Linked DNA regions of Mus musculus: region 2 is linked to region 1. The links are chromatin contacts, called in public Hi-C maps. All regions are on one chromosome and are shown on one strand. Each heading gives the region's core, a stretch centred on a gene start, on an enhancer-like site or on the middle of the called end of the contact. The rest is flanking DNA. Distances are from core to core; before and after follow the strand shown.

The links. A called contact is a pair of places that touch in the nucleus more often than the background predicts.
Region 2: a contact with region 1 is called in a Hi-C map of bone marrow-derived macrophages, with 21 read pairs. The contact joins two enhancer-like sites. A contact is called at or near these places in 1 of 484 Hi-C or Micro-C datasets (bone marrow-derived macrophages), 1 of 115 datasets of contacts at active chromatin or transcription factors (stem cell-derived neural progenitor cells) and 1 of 9 other capture datasets (embryonic stem cells).

Annotation. Positions count from the first base shown.
Region 1 is chr8:117,131,370-117,138,716 of GRCm38.p6, forward strand. Bco1 (beta-carotene oxygenase 1) reads left to right here. Exons shown (of 11, transcript NM_021486.3): 11 at 1,605-2,351. The coding sequence ends at 1,891. Among named protein-coding and RNA genes, the nearest start is that of Gan, 23 kb to the right of the region's middle. Within about 2 kb of position 2,557, at least 7 of the 459 cell types and tissues checked have an H3K27ac peak or open chromatin away from gene starts, as enhancers often do. A contact at or near this core is called in bone marrow-derived macrophages, where this site is marked.
Region 2 is chr8:117,556,811-117,564,157 of GRCm38.p6, forward strand. Plcg2 (phospholipase C, gamma 2) reads left to right here. Exons shown (of 33, transcript NM_172285.2): 4 at 493-586; 5 at 1,259-1,306. Among named protein-coding and RNA genes, the nearest start is that of Plcg2, 62 kb to the left of the region's middle. Within about 2 kb of position 3,346, at least 39 of the 459 cell types and tissues checked have an H3K27ac peak or open chromatin away from gene starts, as enhancers often do. A contact at or near this core is called in bone marrow-derived macrophages, where this site is marked.

The DNA of each region.
Region 1 (7,347 bases), core at 1,307-3,806:
ACCTCACAGCCTCTGAAAACATTCTTATGGGTAAGACTGAACAAACAGACCTTCTTTGGGCACGGTATAAATTCTCTCCTACTCAAAGTCCATATCCTTTCCACTGAGTGACACACACATTCTCTCAGAGTGTGCAGCTTTAGTTTTAGAATTCTTTGCAAGGGCTGGCCCCAGATCTCAAATGACCTCTCTCATAAGCATGCAAAGTTTTCACAGCACCTGAGAAATGCAGGTTTCCACTTAGCCAAATTGTCTTATCCCCCTTTGGCTTCAAAAATGCCCTGCCCACAGCCCTCAGGATACCGGGGAAGGTAATAAGCTATGGGTAAGGACACCGCCCAGCCAAGCCAGGGATGGGGCTGCCCACACCTGCAGGGGAGGGCAGGCTGTCCCACTGAGACTGCCAGCTTCTTCCCTCAGGTGGGAGGGAGTGGTTTTCCACCTGGCCTTGGCTTCCTTCTGATTGTGGCCTGGCACACAGGCAGGGGGATCCCATGTCACTGTCATCTCTAAAGCAGGGGACTGTTTGCATCCACTCCTACTGAGGCCAGCCTCTTGCTTGGCTGGGCAGCTGCTTCTCACGCCTTCTCTCCATGGGTGTGGAGTGACACTGTCCTCATTTCATCCAGGGGAGGCTCAGAGAGTGAGGCAAATTGACCAAAGTCACGAGCTCCATATGCAGAGGTTGGATTTGAATCCAGGCCAATCTGACATCACCTGTGTTCAGCTACCACAACCCAGGTCGCTTGGGCGGCATCTTGGGCACTTACTAAAAGTTTCCTGACCCTGCTATACCTTGAAAGTGAGCACAGAGGAGCAAGGACATCCCAATTTACAAGCAAACGTTGGGGGAGGGGGGGGTTGCCAACGTAACCAGGAGATGAGTTGGATTCATTCCAGCGCCACCACAAGCCAGACATGGCAACACATGGCTTGGTTTCCTGGCATCTGAGTGGTAGAGGTAGGCAGATATGAGTTTAAGGCCGGTCTGGGCTACATTGCAAGACCTGTCTCAAAACAAAACAAATATGGCAATGCTTTTGAAATTCAAGACGTCCCTGCTCCACGGAGTAGCACACCTTAGCCCACACATCCTCCCTGAATTGCCTGGGTCTTTCCATACTTGGAGGTTTCAAGATGTTAGGAAAGGAGCCATTCCTCAAAACACATGAAAACGAACCAAGTGCTCCCATAATCCACCCTGCAGATCATCCCAGCACCCATGAGGTCAGGGGTTGGTGGGAATTAGCTTCACTGCAAAGATGAAGAGACAAAGGTTCATTGAGGCAAAGCGGCGCTCCCGGAAGTAGGTCTGCTGATTGCAGTTCTGGTTTCTCTTCTGCCAACACAGAATGGCATATATCCTCTTTCCTCCTGTTTAGATCAAGGATGAGTTAAAAGACCACAGGGAGACACCTCTGAGAAATGTTCTTTCCAGGTACACAAGGCTATGCATTGAACACTGTTAGATATCTCTTAGGACCAGGGATGGAGCCTATGGGGAAAGCAGCTGTCTAGTCTGCATGAAGGCCTGAGACTACACTCTCAGCATTACAAATGGAAATAAACTGGTTTTGGGGGTTTTGTTTTTTCTTTTCTTATAGGAGTCATTTTATCAGCCATCGTCTCTACGGATCCCCAAAAGCTGCCTTTTTTACTCATTCTGGATGCCAAAAGTTTTACGGAACTGGCTCGCGCCTCTGTTGATGCGGACATGCACCTGGACCTTCATGGTTTATTTATCCCAGATGCAGACTGGAATGCAGTGAAGCAGACTCCAGCTGAAACGCAAGAGGTTGAAAACTCAGATCATCCCACAGATCCGACAGCACCAGAACTGAGCCACAGTGAAAATGACTTCACAGCGGGTCATGGTGGCTCAAGTCTTTAATCCTAACACTCAAGGCAGAGGCAAGCAGATCTCTGAGTTCACAACGGACAGCCTGGGACAGCCGGGGCTACACAGAGAAATCCTATCTTGAAAATGAAAGGAAGAAAGGAAGAGAGAGAGAGAGAGAGAGAGAGAGGGAGAGAGAGAGAGAGAGAAGGGAAGGAAGGAAGGAAGGAAGGAAGGAAGAAAGAAAGAAAGAAAGAAAGAAAGAAAGAAAGAAAGAAAGAAAGAAAGCAAGCAAGCAAGCTAGCTAGCTTCATTGGTAGAACTTAGTTGTTGACACTGTCAACGTGGACAGCATTTAGGATCTCTTAAGAAACAAACTTCTGAGCCTGTCTGTGAGAAAGTTTCTTTATTGTGTTAACTGGACAAGGAAGATCCAACCAGAACATGGGCAGCACCATCTCATCCTTTGAACATCCTTTATTTCCTGAATAAAAAGGAAAGAACCTGTCGCTGGACTTTTGCTACTTTGTGGGTTCGTTTTCTTCTACCCTTCTCCATTCCTCTTCATCTACTTATCAACCCCCTTAACACTAGGGAGAAGAGAAAAAGGATAGAGAGGAGAGGGGGCGATGATATCTTTAGACTACTTCCTGCTGGCTAGAGGTACTGATTAGAGGCATTGAGTTCCTTGGGACAAGTTTGATCTTTGCCTTCAGGATATCTAACTTCCTCTTTTCATTTCTTCTCACATGACTACATGACAAACAGCAACCAACAGCAGTTAACAACCAACCAAAAACACTACCAAACAACCACAAACAACAAACAATAGCCACCAACAACCACCACAACCAACAGCCACTACAACCAACAACCAACAGCAACCAACAACAGTAAACAACACCAACAAACAACAACTCACCTCTGGGGCCCTACATCCTCTGAAAAGTCCCCAGAATTCCAAAGGTCACACACTTGCAGAAATGATCTGCAGCTGGCAAAACCACGCCCCTGCTAGAGCACGAGGCAAATCATAGTCACCTGCTTTAAGGGAGCCCCATAGCTCCATGCCTTGGATTAGAAATAAAACATATTCCCATAATATTTATGTGTTCTTTTAGAGAAACTAAAATTCTCACTGCAGAAGCCACTTGAGCACCAGCATTCACCCCTCTCAGCTTTCTGACTGTGGATGTAACCGGCTGCCTCATGCTCCTGACATCATGCCTTCCCACCATGATAGACTGTACCCTGGTCAAAATAAACCACCACCATCCCCCCTTAAGTAGCTTTTGTTAGTTACCGTCTCCCAGCAACGGGAAAAGTAAGTAAGCTTGCGCCTTTCTGTTGTTGGAGATGGTCATCCTGCTGTTATTCTTTGTTCAAATACCACAATAAACCACAGAGACAGCTCGAGTTCCATTTTATTGGAATCCTTGTTGAAAAGGCAAGTTTTTACCAGCCAATTCTAGTATATTTAAGGCAGCCCTTTCTTTTCTTAGAAAGACCTTGAGGAACGAGAAAAATACATCGGTTGGTGAGATAACCTGAGTTCAGACACTTGCCCCCCCCCCATAGCTATCCACATAAAAACTGGACATGGCCTTATGTGTCTAGATCCCAGGCTCTCAGGAGGCAGAGGTAGGAGGGTCCCTGGGGCTTGATGGCCAGAGAGCCTACTCAGCAAACAGTGAGGGACCCTGTCTTGGAAAATAAGGTGGAGCATGATGAAGGGAAAGACCCAATGTCCACTTCCAGTCTAACACATATATGCACATGTCCTCAAGTGCACACACGTATAGGCAAATGCACTTTAAAAAGACCTTGAATGTGAATCAAGAATTGTATTAACCATGTTATTGTTCTTGGAATAAGCACCTATGAACATGAAAAAAAGGTGGGAGATCATCCCAGCTCCTTCCTCCATCCACTCCATCCTTTCTAATGGACCAAATTGTGGATGTGGCCTTTTGGCTTTCCCAGGTATGCTCTGTTTGTAAGTCATGTGGCCAGAAGGGCATGGTGCCCTGTGGTCATTCCATGCAACGGGTAGCAAAATATAAAAGAAAAAAAAAAAACACCTTGAAAGCCTGTTGAGAGCTTGTTTGATTTTCTTTCTTTCCTTTCTTCCTTTCTTTCTTTTCCTTCGAGGCAGGGTTTCTCTGTGTAGCCCTGGCTGTCTTGGAACTCACTTTATAGACCAGGCTGGCCTTGAACTCAGAAATCCACCTGCCTCTGCCTCCCAAGTGTTGGGATTAAAGGCGTGCGCCACCACCGCCCAGCTGCTTGTTTGATTTTTATGTGGCTGCGTCTTCCAGTTCTTCGGAGCCTATAAAGTGGGGCTGCAGAACTTCACCCTTCCTGGCCTGTAAGAAGTCCTATTGTATGATCAGTGATTGCAGGTTCCTTCTCTGCAGGAGGGGGGGGTCACTGAACTGGCACTGACCGGATGAGCCATGGCAAAAGGGCCACAGTTCAGGGTGGAAAACCAAAGCCAGGCTGGTCTGAAAAACCAGCAAGAGCCACATCAGCCCCCAGAAGGGAAAGGGGGTGTCCTGAGCTATTTGCACTTCAAGGTGGACTGGTATGTGGAGCAGAGCAGAAGGAAAGCCCCAAGCAAGACAATGGCTGGGATGGAGGAGCTCAGAAACCAGCCAAGTGGCTTCCCACTTGATTGCTGGGAGCCCCATGGTCATTGGCGCTTCACTGTTCGAGTCTAGTGGGTACCCAAAGCACAGGTTAAATTTATACATGCATATGTGTGTGCATGAGTGTGTCAGTAGTTCTGGTGTTACCGCTCATATAAAACTGGTACCATCCTTTGTTCACCGCCATATACTTCGTGGTCCATCAGCACAAGGATCCTCACGAGACTGCCCCTCCAACCTCTGGTCCCTACACCCTGGCAACCACCACCCATAGAATTTTGTCATCTCAGAAATTTCATCTAAAAACTGGTATCATGGCTCACACCTGTAATCCTAGTATTTGGGAAGCTGAGGCAGGAGAATTGCCATGAGTTTGAGGCCATCCTAGGCTAAAGAGTAAGACCTTATTTGAGAGAGTGACAGGTGGAAGAAGAGGAAGAGAAGGAGGACAAGAAAAAGGAGGAGGAGGAGGAAAAGGAGGAGAAGGAAGAGGGGAGGAGGAGGAGGAGGGGGAGGAGGAGGAGGAGGAGGAAGAAAGGTCCTGTAAGTGAATCATGCTGTGTTAAATCTTTTGAAGTTGGCCCTGTGCAGACCCCTCAGGCTGCTAAGTACTGCTAAATTCACTGCTCTGTTCCTAACACCTTAATACCACCTGGTGCGATGCAGATACTCAGTATTTGTTAATGAATGGATGAGTAGCTGAGTTAGTAGTTCCCCTAGCAAACATTTAACTCCACCCCAAGAGACAGACATTTCCCTAAAGAGCGGCTGCGAGCTGGGGAAGATAGACCACACACAGTTATCCACTGACATTCCTCTCCCTTAAGTCCCTGATCTATCCTGCCGCTCATGGCTCACTGCATCCTGGTCTCATCAGCCCTGTCTGTTTTCCTCACCGTGCCCATCTCGCCCTGAGTTTACAGTCAGCATGGATGGGGTAGATGGTGGCATGAAGACCACTGGAGTCCTTCCCCACCATGTCTGTCCCTTGGGAATCTCAGCCCTTCAGGCCTGGAAGGTTGGAAATGTCAGCTACAGTGGCCTGAAGGAGATGAGATGAGATCAGAACCTGGGTTTGGGTGGCAGGAGCGGAAGGGAGGTGACAGATGTGACAGTCACTCACCCACTCCTGCTTTAAATGTTTGAGGGTAGAGAGGAATGTGAGGCTGTTGCGTCCCCACCCCCATGTTCTCAGTTGCCAAACAGTGGCCAGACCTAATCTCAGGAAAGGGCCCAGTTCTGCAGGGAGGAAACAACATTGGTTTGTTGACCTTATTTAAGATGACAGCTGGAATACCATACTGGTGAGGGAGGCCAGCACACCAGATCCTGTTCTCTCGGTTTCAAAAAAATCCCCTGAAGATGGACGACAGGATACCTGATTTGCCTGGTCCAGGGTTCTATAATCCTGTTGCATTTCGTACATGCACAGGCCAGGACACTTAGCTAAAAGCTCTCCCTATGCATTCTTCTTTCTCCGAAGGACCACAAAACAATCTCCCTTGTCCTCCGGGACTTCCTGGTTAAGAAGTGTGTGGGTGGGCAAGACAAACAACCAGGAAGTTTGGGGAGAGCAGTATCTCTGGGTTTGTTTACATCAAGAGCTACTTCCTGGAGCATTCGAAGTCCGAGTGTCAGGTGCGGGAAAGGCAACAGGTGTCTGTTATGTCTACCACACATTTCCCTAGTGTGAGCCCCGTGCTGAGACAAGCTGGATGTGTCACCCGGGTGAATCAACACGGGAAAAACCTTCATGCCTTTGAGCCACGTGTGCAGTATTGATCCATACTTGGTTCCTCGGGACCAAAGTTACTGGTGCTGGGCTCAAAGCTTTGAACAGACGGCTGGTCCAGGTTAAGTCAAAACCGCTTTGACCTCTTCTTACACTGTCTAAAGATCTCTTGGGTGGTTTCTAAGTGTCCAGAATCTTTCCTGTGGCAGATTAGGACACACATGGAAAAGCTTTCAACATCAATACCATCTGAGGGCATCTGATACCACGTGACAGCAACGAGACACCTTGGGACCTCAGTACCTCATCTCCCCTCTGGAAGTTGAAACTTATATCCACTGTCACACAGGGTCATCCCTCTAGGTTGAGTCCCAGCCAAGAAGCAGAACGTTCTCTTGGCCACAGGATCTAAGTGAGGTGTGCTGCACTGAATCCGGGCAGGCTAGCCCTGCGCGAGGATCCCTCTTCCTGGTGATTGGAAGAAGCATCCAGGATGGGCGGGACTTCCAGAGGCCCTTGGGAGGCCCTTTGCGGAATCTGCAAAGGGGTCGCTCCTGCAGGTGGAGGCTGCAGCTTGGGACTAGGTAGAGGTTGATGTGAATCCCTGAACAAATCGTGTATAGAGCAAAGTTCTATAAAGTTCCAAGAAAGAGCCATAGAAAGGGGAGGAGGTAGATGAAGGAGTGCGTGCGTTCTCTGATTATAAATTTCTGTGTGTTCGTTGTAGAAATCCTAGCTAGGTTAAAATAAGATGAGAGAGACAACGAGAATCCCAAGACCCAAAGAAAACTAGTGAAAGCGTTCTGGTGTGTTTTCTATGCTTGGGTGCAGCGTCTACAGGCTAGCGATCTATTTATAAGCAACATGCCAGCTTAAAAACACATAACAGGTTACTATGCTCTTTTCATGGGTGCATGTTACCCCTCTTTGGGACGTGGCAGCTTGGGTAGTATGTACCATCCTATACTTTAAGGCATTTCGAATTTCTCCCTGTTGTTACTGATGGGTCGGTTTGCATGAAATTCTAGAGTCCTCGCCTGATATGCAGATGGCCAGTATTGTTTCCCTTTAAAAAAAAATGCCCACACAAGATTAATCTGGTCAGCTATACAGCTTGGATCATGAAGGGA
Region 2 (7,347 bases), core at 2,096-4,595, 430 kb after region 1:
TGAACACAGTAAACATGTAACATATACGCATAGCACATACAATGCACACACAGCACAAAATGCATGCACATACCACACATGCAAAAGCACACAGATGAATCCACATATCAATAAACACATGTACATGCATATAACTATCACATATGCCTCTGCACAGCACACATATGGATGCATGCACATAGCACACATGGATGTACATATAAAACACTTATGCAGAACTCACATATGCACACAGCACATACATGTACACACTACACACATGCCTATACACATGACACAGCATACACATCTCACATATGTACATGTATAAATACACATGTGAGAACGTATAAACTTACATATCCGGAGATGGGATTTCTGGCCATCTCAATGGTATATCCATCTAGAGCTCAGAGGTAGAGCTACCATTCACAAGGTCCCAGATTCCAGCCCCCAGCAGAAACAACAAGAGTCACCCAGAGTTCACTGCCCCCTCTCCAATTCTGTCTACAGCGGACTCAAAGGAGGATGCGGTGAAGTGGCTCTCTGGTTTGAAGATCCTACACCAGGAAGCGATGAGTGCATCCACCCCCACAATGATTGAGAGGTACACAACCCACTGGCATCATCCTCCTTTGTTCTAGGGTCTTCGGGAATAGACCAAAGGGAGAAAATGGGACATCGAGTCCCCAAGTTCATCAGTGCCCTGTGTGCAGCAGCCCCTGATAGTGGCTAAGAACTCTCCAGTGCTCCACATAAGATCCTTTCTCCCTAGTGTTGAGCCTTGACCTTTGGCGTGAAGAGGGCACTTCAGCTGAGATGGAAACACTCATTGGTGTATGTGTGCATGCACACATGTAAATGAATCTTTCTGTGAATATCTGCAAGCATATAAATATTTGTTCATATACATTCTTCTATATGCCCTTCACGTGGATTGTTTTCAGTGTGATATGTGTGCATAGGACCCAGGGCTGGGCCACTACCCCTCCCGCAATGAACCAACACCTTCCCACATATACCACTCTTTCTTCTCAGCTGGTTGGGAATTAGTGATGGGGAGTTGTCCTTTATGGAGGCCTCACTTGATCTCATGGATGCTCCCTCGGGGCTCAGACAGGGGTCTTCAGCCACAGGTGGAGTCTTGTTACCAAGCAGCCTTGTGAGGATGTTGGGGACCCCTTCTCCTTTTGGGGACTTTGTCCTCATTCCCTAGAGCTCTTTGAACTTGCAGTATTTTTGACTCTCCCCTCTTTTTGGCTTCACATTCTCTTTGCAGTTGGCTGAGAAAACAGATTTATTCAGTAGATCAAACCCGAAGAAACAGGTAAGGCCCATCAGCGGTTTTCTGTGAACTGTGATACTTGCTTGTTTCAGTGTTTGGGGGGCAGGATGGGTCAGTACATGCCCTGTGGTTGAAAGGGTCTCAGGTTCTGGGGTTGACGGTAACCCAGAATGATTGAATGATTGAAGCTTCTGATGGAGTGAAGCTCCTGTCGTGCTGCTGAGGTGACATTTGACATGGGTCTGGGACCTTGTCACAAAGGCTGGAACACCTACCACGTCCTGGGAACCCAGCAGGAAACATTGTGACGCCGTGCCTGCAATGTATGATGGGAGAGACTGGTCCTGAGGGAGCAAGCTTTGTTTGGTGACAGTGGTGTGACTCTGGGCAGGGATGAGGGTAAGATGCGATGATGTGCCTCTCTGTGTATTTCACAGTCCCTGGAGGATGGGACTTGGCCAGCCAGCACACAGGGTCTCTGTCAGATTCTGTGTTTAATTCCCTCCCTCTCTCCTCCCTCCTTCCCTCCTCCCTCCCTCTTCCCCCTCCCTCTACCCCTCCCTCTTTCCTCTTCCTCTCTTCCTCTCTCTCCCTTCACCCCATCTTTCTGTTCTTAGAATTGAACCTTAGGTCTTCTGCAAGCTAGGCATTCACTCTATCCCTTAGCCATGACCGCAGCCCTCCACTGGTGGATCCTAGACAAGAGTTCTACTGTCTCTAGCTTCTTCTTTTTGTTTTCAGACAGAATCTCCCTAGACCATTCAGGCTGGCCTCTAACTCTCTCTGTAGCCCTCAACTGGCTTTGAACTTTAATCTTCCTGCCTCAGGCCCTTGCATAGCTGAGCTGAGAGACCTGTACCTCCAGGCCTGTTTTGTTTTTTTTTTGTTTTGTTTTGTTTTTTAAAAATAGATACTCTGCTTGGGTTTTTCCTTAGGCAAAGGCAGTGCTCACCCAGCAACTGTTTCCCCATTGGTAAATACATAATGGCTTCTGACTTCATGTTAATTTTGTGAGAGCCAACCTTGGAGTGTGAACTTGGGTGCTGTACGTGTGAGTCGGGGACTTCCTTAGTTGCCCGATGCCAGCTCCCGGTGTATGGTGGCAGAATATGGTGACAGGGGTGACTTCCAGCTGTGGCGCTGAGGGCACTGACCTGCCCACTGTCTCTGCTGCACTGGTCTTTGTCCTTTGCTGGCCTGGAGGATGAATGGCCATAGCATCCTTTGTTTAAATTTGCCTTTCTTTCTGAGTTGGTGACTGGTTAGCCTCTTATTTCCTTCCTCTAATTAATAACCAAGCAATATAGGCCACCCTGGGACTGGAGAGAAGGCGCCGCAGGCGAGAGCAATCTTTGCTCTTGCAGGGGATTCGAGTTTGATTCTCAGCACCCATATGGTGGGCTCATGACCATCTGTAACTCCAGTTCTAAGGGACCCAATGCCCTCTTCTGAAATCCACAGGTACCTGGCATACACGTAGTGCACATACATATATGTAGGCAAAACACTCATGCACATAAAATTAAATAATATGTTTAAAAAAAAGATCCCTACAGACAAACAAACAAGCAAACACTACCCTGCATGGAGAACTTGGCAGTGGATGGTGTTAACTCTTTATAATCCTTGTCTCGAGTTTGTCTCACATTGGACCTTTTGTTTAAAAAGGTTTATTTTGAGACCGGACTATAGCTTATCTGGTCGAGTGCTTGCCTAGCCTGCATGCAGGCTTGACTTCCATCCTGGCAAGGGTGGAGATGCAGACCACTTTTGCCCTAGCCCTTGGGCGGTTGAAGCAGGAGGGTCAGAAGTTCAAGGTCATTGTCTGCTGTAGAAAGAGTTGGGAGCCAGCTAGGGTCATGTGAAGCCTTATCTCAATTAACTAACTAACTACTTAGCTAGCTAAGTAACTAGCTAACTAACTACTTTGTCTTTCCTTGATTTTGGTTTTCATATTCGAGACAAAACTAACCAACACCAACTTCCCCATTTTGTCCCTGCATCATAGAGGTGACTCTGTCCGTCTGTCTCTTGCTCATTTCTGTCTCTTGTTTAGTGTATCCAGCTGGGGCATTTGTGACCCCTAGCCACATGCATTCTCCCTTCTGCCTCTCCCTCTCATCTGTCATCTCCTGGCTGCCCTCTGGTGTACCACCAGGGTTGAGCTAGTGGGGTGTCGTGGGTTTTACACACTGAGGTCTTAGGGTGTTGTCATCTCTGAGACTGTGCTCACTGAAAAGACTGGCTCAGGGTGACAGAAGGGGTCACTCTGGTCACACTGTCTCCATGGTGGTGGAGTTGTCTGTCCACTTCTGTGTCTTTGTTTTGTTTTTTGAGACAAGGTTTCTCTGTATAGCCCTGGCTGTCCTGGAACTCACTGTGTAGACCAGGCTGGCCTCAAACTCAGAAATCTGCCTGCCTCTGCCTCCCAAGTGCTGGGATTAAAGGCGTGCACCACCACGCCCGGCACCACTATCGTGTCTTATATGGAGCAGAGATGGATGCCTGCTTCTTCCTGGGGATGGATTCTTCAAATCCTGCCTAGAAACCCATCTTCCCATCTGCCAAGAGGGAACCTGTTTCTGGAGGTGCTCCCTCCCTGTTTCTGGAGGTGCTCCCTCCCTGTTTCTGGGGGTGCCCCCTCCCTGTTTCTGGAGGTGCTCCCTCCCTGTTTCTGGAGGTGCTCCCTCCCTGTTTCTGGAGGTGCTCCCTCCCTGTTTCTGGAGGTGCTCCCTCCCTGTTTCTGGAGGTGCCCCCTCCCTGTTTCTGGGGGTGCCCCCTCCCTGTTTCTGGAGATGCTCCCTCCCTGTTTCTGGAGGTGCTCCCTCCCTGTTTCTGGAGGTGCTCCCTCCCTGTTTCTGGAGGTGCTCCCTCCCTGTTTCTGGAGGTGCTCCCTGGCTGTCCCTCCACCCAGCTCCTCTTCCAGCTCCCTCCCAGCAGGCAGGCCCTGCTGCTTGTCAGCACTGAGAAATAGAAAGTCTCACCTTCTCTAGGAGGCTGCAGGGATACTTCAGAAGGAACTTTGATCCCAGAGTGCTCCAGAAAGAGCAGCCTGGCCAGTTTCCCTCCCTTTCCTGTCTCCCACAGCCTCTGACTAAGCCCGTTTCTCAGAGGAAAACAGAAGCTGCCAGAGGCAAGAATGGACTGGCCTAGCTCAGGCGGAGCCCGAACCCCAGATGTTTTCCTTGGCCCAAGTTCTGTCCAGCTTCTAACTTCTCCTAGGGCAAAATGGTAGCAGCTGGCTTTTGTGATGGACTTGCTTGGCAACAGCCACTGGATTAGGCACATCCCATGCCAACCAAATGCTCCCAGCCAACCACTGGGCGAGGCACCCATTTTACATGTAAAGACACTGAGGCCCAGAGAAATCAGGTCTTGTGCCTAAAGCCAGCCAGCATGTTGAGGATAACACACCACTCTTTGTAGGCTTGCTCTGCTTATCATGCAGACATTGTTTCTTACCCTAGCCAAATAACGTTGCAAGAAAAAAGAAAAATAAAAAAGAATTTAAAATGACAGTAAGGCTTCTACAGCGTCACGCTTACCTTGTAAGAATTTTAAGTGCACAGTTCTGTGGGGTTAATTGCGTTCATAGCATTGTGCAGCTGTTGCTGTGTTCCATCTCGTGAGTGGGCGGCAAGTTCCAGCTCACGGACAGGGTCATCATTAAACCATGACACCACAGGCCCCCCTCTCCCCTCCCCCCTTGTGAAATACAGTGCGGCGGTTGGTTGGGGTTCCTGGTGGGTCCATGCCAAGCTACTCCATGTGACAAACCTGGTATAAGGGAGGTTTATTTGGGGAAGGGAGGGGAGTGAGTGTTAGCATTTTGTTTAAGCTCCCCACAGTTACCTGGCAACGGCCAGGTATGCCTGACTCACTGTAAAAGGGGCTGTTCGCTCCCTCTGTCCTCTCTTCTTGCTTTCTTGCTCCCACTCCGTCCTCTCGCCCCTTCCACCCTCTCTCGCCACGTGCTCATGGCCGGCCTCTACATTTTTCTCTCTGTCTTTCTCTGTCTCTACCTGGAGAAAAGGGGTGGAGGCAGGCAGACTGGAGCAGAGCCACGAAGGCAGAAGGGGGGTGGGAGTGGGGGGAGGAAGCCCGGCTGGGAACACGTGGGGAGAGAGGGGGGAGGGCTCCGATGATGACATAAGCTGTAGCTAGGTCCCTGGGAGGAGTCTAGCAGAATCACCTGTAAGCTAATACCTCCCTCCTGGAGTTCTGGGAGCCGTGTCCTGTTCGATTTGGCTGCCTTCAGTGCCGTAACACTCTTGCCGATTTCACTTGGAGTAAGGCTCTCAAGGGGCTTATCCCCACCGCGGGCAAGCGCTATCCCGTGGAGCTACATCCTTCTTAAAGCCTTCTTTTTACTTTTTCTCTTGAGAGACAGGGTCTCACATGGTTGTCTAGGCAGCATGCCTTGGACTTGTGATTCCCCCTGCCTCCGACGGCGGAGTAGCAGAACCACTTTATTTTTTGAGGCCGAATAATATTCCAAAGTTTGCTCTCTCTCGTGCTTCTGCCATTGTGACTCAGTGTGCACGCATGCGTAGAAACACCGGCAGGGAGCCCTGCCCTTCCTGTTGGATCAGTGGGAACTGGTTACGGTTCTGAGGAACACCTGCGCTATTTTCCATACTGGTCATGTCCTCACATAGGCCCCTCAGCAGCGCACAGATAGTTTATTTCTTCCTCATCCTTATCAACACGATTTCCCTCCATCCTTGCCCCTTGGGTTATACCACTGAATTTGCATAAGCAGAACAGACTTTCTTGTTCAGATCTGCAGGGACCGAGGGAAGGCTGTTGGGTCTGCAAGGGATATGGAAGGGGAGGCGCTGCAGGTGGGAGAGCTCCTGGATGCAAATAGGTTTCATGTGGTTGATAACCCAAGCCACACTTGTGCGGATTCCGTTGCATTGGCCATCATTGTAGGTATGGGATTTTTTTTTTAAAAGGTTTATTTTATAAGTATGTGTTTGCATGTATGTGTGCACACTGTGTGTATATATGATGCTCAAGGGAGGCCAGGTAGGCTTCCCTGGAACGGAGTTACAGACGGCTGTGAGCTGCCAGGTGGGTGTGCAGAATGGACCCCCCCCCCCAAGGTCTTTTGAAAAGAGGAGCCAGTGTAACTTCTCCAGTCCCAGCAATGTCGTTTGAGACAATGTTTCACTATGTAGCCCAGGGTTGAGAAATAGTTCTCAAGGGAAATGAATTCTCACTTCCTGAGGGCATGGTGAAGCAGCCCTCTTCCTCCTCCTCTGCCAGTTTAAATGTGGGGGTCCAGACCCCGAAGAATGTGCAGTTTGGCTAATCCTTGGGAAGTAGTGGTCCCTAAACAGCTGCAAATAGCAGGGCCCTTGATCTACACAGTGAATGTAGGGGTTGCTGAGTGCATGGGCCAGTGGCAGATACAGTGCGTGGCCCAGTTCACCCATCAGAGTAGCTGTGTGGGGTTGGCTGCTGGTGTGCCAACCAGCACCAATAGAGAACATAGGCACTGCTCTAGAAAGTTTTGTGAGGTTAGCCGCGTTTGGAGGCACACACCTGTCATCTTTGCCCTCAGATGCTGAGGACTACATGGTGAGAGCCTGTCCCAACACACACACACACACACACACACACACACACACATGCACGCGCGCACAGGAATAGGGAGAGAGAGGGAGGGGAAGACAGACAGACAGGCAGGCAGACAGACAGACAGTAAGAGAAGCTGCAACACTGCTTGTGTGATATTTGGGATAATTGATTATTTCTGTCTACAAAGAGCCCTGATGTTGCTCTCTATCTTGCATCCTGGCTGGATGCCGGCTTGTGGGATTCAGTGAGTTCACACTGTAAAGTGCCTAGATAGGACCTGGCTTACAGAAAAGATTCTACATTAAATATTTATTGTTGCTTTTATTATAAATAGCTATGGGTGAGAGTGGGCTTTTTTTTTTTTTTTTTCCTAAGCAGGCAGGTTTCAGGGGCTCCTCTGGTGATGGGTGTAGCCTTGAAGGCACCCAGGACCCAGCCAGGCTTTATAGTGATTGGTTGATGATGTCTGTATAAAAGACAGGTGTCAGCTGCCCCTT